Linked DNA regions of Mus musculus: region 1 is linked to region 2. Evidence: chromatin contacts called from public HiChIP or PLAC-seq data. All regions are on one chromosome and are shown on one strand. Each heading gives the region's core, a stretch centred on a gene start, on an enhancer-like site or on the middle of the called end of the contact. The rest is flanking DNA. Distances are from core to core; before and after follow the strand shown.

Region 1 (2,876 bases), core at 334-2,833, 150 kb after region 2:
TGTCGTGGAGGGAAAGTCTGCTCTTCTTTGTCGTTTACTTCTGGTTCCTGCCATAGCTAGATTTCTGATCGCTCTTTAACTGCGTCTCGGTCTCCCTCATAGAAGGCTTCTCCATCCTTCTGCCCCTGTTTGTATATCGGCTTTCAGGGCCAAAGCGTTTTGATGCAAGAAGAGCCCTGGTGGAAAAGTCCTATTTCAAGTGGCTGATGTTTTCCAACCACTGAGAACTTAGTTGCCATACGGGTTGGGCATGGGGGGGAGGGGGGCCGGGCGGGGGGGGGGAGTCGTTTTTTGGTTCTGGCGTTCTGCTGGGGATGAGATGAAGCCATTTTGTTTAAGTCCTGGCCCCTTGGCAAATGCTTATTTTAACTGACACTCAGGTCAAAGGCTTGTTTGTCATGTCCTTTCATTTCGGTTTTATGGCAAATTAAATTATGCTTGCGGTTAAACAAAATTACATTAAGAGCCATATGTGCCACGGGAGTTTTGCAGAGGGTATCGGATTTGTACCTTAAAGAGACCCCCTCCCCCGATTCTCTGTTTAAAGTGGATTTTTCATAAACTTCGGAGTCACCAAGTAAAATAATGTCTTTCATGGAATCAAACAGCTTGGAGAAAAACAGATGCAGGATACGCAGGGATGCTCAAGCATGCTCGAACACACACACACACACACACACGCACACGCACACGCACACGCACACACACACAAAGAAAGCAGAGCAAAGATCTTTTCTGTCAGAGCATGGACATGAAGGGATTTGTGTAAATTGCTGTCTTTTGCAGAAGGAAGCAAGCCTCGCTTTCCTTTCTCTGAAGTTGTTATGACATAAGAAAACAGAATCTCTTTAAACCTGGAATTTAATTAATTCTTTAAAAAATAATTTAGCAGAGTATGTTAGAAGGGAAAGAGGTGGGGGGATTTCCGATTAGATCCAAATAAGCGGCCCTTAATCACCCTGATGAAGGCGTAATTTGCAAAACACTGTAAGACAGTAACATCTTCCTCATTTCGGGGCGGGGGGGGGGTTTAAGCGCATTGACGAAAAAAATAAGTAGAACATTTTAATTAAAACTCATAAAGTTGTGGCCATCTGCTGGAGATTGTTCGGCGGGGCGGTGATTAGCGGATGCCTGCACCGGGATAATGAAGCAAGCGGCGGTTATTGGCATCCTCGCTGGGCCCTGTGTGAGAACGCGCCGGCCTGGCCCTGCAGAGGGGCCAACGTCTATTACATTCCAATAAGTGTCGCCCGGGAGGGAGGAGGGCGGGGCGGGGAGCGGAGTTAAACACAGGAAACAAGCGCCAAGTGTGTGCAATAAAAGTGATCACAGCCCTGGGCTGCTGATGTCAGATCCCGGGGTCGGGGGTCAAGGGGGGTGAGCGCTCTGAAAGCGAGCGGCGGGCGCTGGGGGCGGCGCGCGCACAAAGGGCCCCCGAGCGCCTCGTTAGGGGCGCGTTTGATGGGCTCGGTGCCCCACGGGGGCCCCGGGCCGTGTCGATGGGATAATTACGATGATCTAACGGCCGGGCTCTTTTGCATGCAGCCTTGCTGAATGGGACGCCTGGAGGCTGCATTGAGGCTGGCCGGTGTAAACTGTGGGGTGCCTCGCCGACTCGGAGCCGCGGAGGCTGGCGGCGGGTCAGCTCCGACCCCTGCGCATTCAGCCTTTGAATGGGCCGCCGCCTTTGAGCCGCGAGTGACAGATTGGAGGTCAGCGGCTGGCAGATGGACCCGCCCCCGGTGCACGAGCGACAGCCGGGAGGAGGGGACTTCTCCACTGTCAAAAAACCAGTCTCTCTTTTTTTAAATGACATTTATTTATGTATTTATCTATTTATCCATTTAGTTACTGTGTGCACATGCCCGTACGCTGCAGTAGCGAGTGGGTGAAGGTCGGAGGACAACTTGTAGGAATCGCTTCTCCCCTTCCAGCCAGTGGGTCCTAGGAACCGAACTCACACAATCAGGCTTGGCAGCAAGAGGTTTTTAACCTGATTGCCCTCCCCTCCGCCTCCCCCCCCCCCTGCCCAAAGCCTTCACCCTTTATAAGCAGAGTCCCACTCCAGTTGTGGCTCGGAGAAGCTCCCTGGCAGCTGACCTGGTCCCTGCCAAGGGCACTAGACCCCAGCCCAGTTCTCTTGGAGGGGAAATGGAGGTGGGGTTGGAGGAAAGAATAGATACTTGGTGTGTCAAAATGATAAGAAATGAGTTAAGTTGGACCTCATCAAGCCCTAGAGATTCAGTCCCTTTGGGCTCATTGTCTACAGTTCAAGCTAATGGTGGGCTTTGAACCAAGCGTGTGTAAAGGCCTTGTAAATTATTCTGTAAAATTAAGAGCTGCGAGCTATCATGGTGGCTCAGCAGGCAAATGAGCTTGCCATCAAGACTGATGGCCTGGGTTCGATCCCCCAGACTCTCAGGGTAGAAGGAGAGAACCAATTCTGTCCTCTGGCTCAAGCACACCCAAAATAAACAGATGAGACTTTTTTTTTTTAAGTGATAGTTCTGACCATTTAGCGCCTAAGTGTCAGACACAGAGCCTAGGTCTTTCTAACAAGGACTGGGTGCCCAGTGGCTATTGGGGTGAATACGAAGACAGTGCAGAAAACCAGTGTCTCTTCTTTCTGGGGACTCTCAGCCATTTCTTTCTCTTGACAGTTTCCACTGAGAAACTTAAATCCTACTAAAAAGAGTGTGATGCACACACACACACACCCCGCCACCTCATGACAGGCCCATGTACAGGGGCTCCCTCTCTAGGATTACCCGTGATTCTCCAGTCCTTACATCTGTGGAGGCCCAGAGCACATGACCCTTTGGAATCGGCTGTGCCCCTCTGCTGACACCATTTTGCATCAGTGAATCTGGAAT
Region 2 (2,700 bases), core at 138-2,637:
CTGCCTCCTGAGTGCTGGAATTAAAGGCATGTGCCACAGTGCCTGGCTCACAACCATCTTTAATTCCAGTTCCAGGGTACCCTACACACATATGGTACACAAACATACATGCAGGCAAAACATTCATTCAGAAGATTATAGAAGGGAATACAGGTGCTGACCCCCTCTATTCCAATCACTGAGCCACCTCTCAGGACCCAGCTGCCTCCCCTGGAAGTTCCCTTGATTTCCTCCAAGCCCTCCCCTCACTTCTACCACAGCCAGCTTCTACAGGGCATTTCCATCAAGGAAAAGGAATCTAACTGATGTCTAATGTCTTCAACCTCTCTCTTTTGATCCCTTTGGTAAATGTGACCGTGTGCCTTGTGCTGGCCCTGAAGAGTCTAATGATATAGTAACTCAACAGGAGCAGGCAGGGAGACCCTTTTCAGTGTCAAGGAATCACAGACGAGAGGCTAAGCAAGCATGGTTGGGCAGTTCCAGGAGAGCCAGGATTACTCGGAGAGACACTGTTTCAAAACAAAAAGCTAAGGCACGAAGGCAATTAGGGACAAATTTGCCCGCACTGTAATGGAGCATCCAGGGTATGGAGAAGCTGTTCGGCTTCATGGTGACCACACAAGGGAGCCTGGGCAGGCTGAGCACCATCAGCTCAAGGCACATGGGTTCTAAGTGCTTGTGTCTCTCTGAAGCCTAAGTGATCATGTACTCACAATGCGTAGAATTTCCATTCTTCCTTTATCACAAGTTTAATGGCCTCACAGCCTGTACAGTGGAATTATTTTGGGTCCACTCTTTTTTCTTTTCCTCTCTCTCTCTCTCTCTCTCTCTCTCTCTCTCTCTCTCTCTCTCTCTCTCTCTCTCTTTCTTTTTTGAGACAGGGTTTCTCTGTGTAGTCCTGGCTGTCCTGGAACTCACTCTGTAGACCAGGCTGGCCTCTAACTCAGAAATCCACCTGCCTCTGCCTCCCAAGTGCTGGGATTAAAGGCGTGCACCACCACTGCCCAGCTGGGGTCCACTTTTAACTTAGATGAGTGTAGCTCATTTGTGCAATTAACTGCAAAGAGCCAAGAGGGGGAAAAAAGAAAAGAACTAACAAACATACACACATACACACCCCACTTAAAATAAGCCAATCTTTTACAAAAAGTGTCTGCCTGCTCACACAGCCACACCTCCAAAGCAAGGCCCCTTCTATCAACTACAGTGTCTCTCAGTGCCAGATAATTACCGTAAAGAATCTGAATGACAGGGGTGGGTGGGAGCGGGGTGGGCGTGGGGGGAGCTGAACTGCAAACTTCGCTGACCAGGCGCTCATACTGCCAATCAAACACGGCCTCTGAGCATTACCTCCCATCCTCACTGCTGACCGAATGTGGGACAGGAGGCAGCTCAAGGGAGGAAGGGTTTCTTTTGACTGGAGGTTTAAGGGTATGGGCTGGCCTGGTGTAGCAGCTGGAGAGGCTCTCAGCTGTGGCAGCAGCAGTGTGTGAGGTTGCTTGCTGACACCTGGCAGATCAGGAAGCAGGGACAGAATGCTGGGTTGCTCACTTTCTCCTCCTGTCTTGATTCAATCCAGGATAGGAGCCCCTGGGATGGTAACATCTCCTCTCAGTGAATGCTCTCTGGAGACATCTTTCCCTGGAGGAAACATAAGGCAAAATTCTCCTGCTTCACAGGCCCCAGTGACAAACCAAGACAGGATTCTGCCCTAGTTCACCCTGGGGAACCGATGAGTTCTGGGGCTCCCTTACAGAAAGCCTAGGCGAGGGGTTATTTACAGGGGTGTGGGAACTCTCCTCCCAGCCAGCCGCACCTGGAAAGACTTACCCAGCCCCTCACCAGTGTGCTGTAGCCCCTTCCCCAGCTGTGGGTAGCATCGCCAGGTGATCGATCGGAAGCAGATAGGTTCTCAGGTGAGCGCTTCCATCCAACCCCTAGACTCTTTGCTGGAGTCTAAACTGCCCATTAGCACAGTGAGGGGACACAGCCGAATCCCCCAAGATGGCGGTTGGCTCAGGACCATCAATCATGAGAGCCCCTGACACAGCTTCTTTTATTAATTTATGTTTTAAATTTTATCCTAGACCATGTGGCCCTGGCTGTCCTGGAACTTGCTCTCTATATAGGCTGGCCTTTAACTCACAGACGTGCACCTGCCTCTGTCTCCCTTCCCTTTTCCCCTCTTGCTCCGGGCTCCACTTGCTCTGTTTCCTGTTCACTCATGCCCATAGGTTCTTTGCTTGTCCTTATGGATGGTTGTGAGCCACCATGTGGTTGCTGGGATTTGAACTCATGACCTCCAGAAGAGCAGTCAGTGCTCTTAACCGCTGAGCCATCTCACCAGCCCCTGAAGTGTCTTTAATGCCAGCTTCCTGGTCTGTAGTAAGTAGGGTTAGGATGCCCTAGAGTATGGCAGCACTTGCTAATGTCTTAGCAGGGCCAAGCCAAGGTTCTCACTCAGTTAAGAGGCATGACAGCTAACCCTGGCTCATCTGCCCTGAGCCTGAGCAAGAGAAAGCTTCCCTGCCTCTTGGGGAACCCCTGCCTTAGGCTTTCTTGCCTCAGAATTGTTAAGGGTACCCTCTGGGCATCTGTTATCACTCAGAAAGGAGCTGGTGTCACCTGCTAAGCAATGGGAGGGAAGGGACCAGGACTCAGAATTTCCCTCCCTCAGGCCAGATGCTCCAGGGCCACTGG

What was found. HiChIP or PLAC-seq counts read pairs in DNA pulled down with a chosen protein or histone mark.
Region 1: an H3K4me3 HiChIP or PLAC-seq map of embryonic midbrain shows a contact between it and region 2, with 2.7 times the contacts expected there. The contact joins two enhancer-like sites. A contact is called at or near these places in 2 of 484 Hi-C or Micro-C datasets (astrocytes and nephron progenitors) and 9 of 115 datasets of contacts at active chromatin or transcription factors (embryonic basal ganglia, embryonic forebrain, embryonic midbrain and 3 more).

Annotation. Positions count from the first base shown.
Region 1 is chr2:172,727,093-172,729,968 of GRCm38.p6, forward strand. No RefSeq gene overlaps it. Among named protein-coding and RNA genes, the nearest start is that of Gm36156, 65 kb to the left of the region's middle. Within about 2 kb of position 1,584, at least 59 of the 459 cell types and tissues checked have an H3K27ac peak or open chromatin away from gene starts, as enhancers often do.
Region 2 is chr2:172,582,099-172,584,798 of GRCm38.p6, forward strand. The region is part of intron 1 of Gm36038 (a long non-coding RNA gene); the gene reads left to right. Among named protein-coding and RNA genes, the nearest start is that of Gm36038, 6.3 kb to the left of the region's middle. Within about 2 kb of position 1,388, at least 6 of the 459 cell types and tissues checked have an H3K27ac peak or open chromatin away from gene starts, as enhancers often do.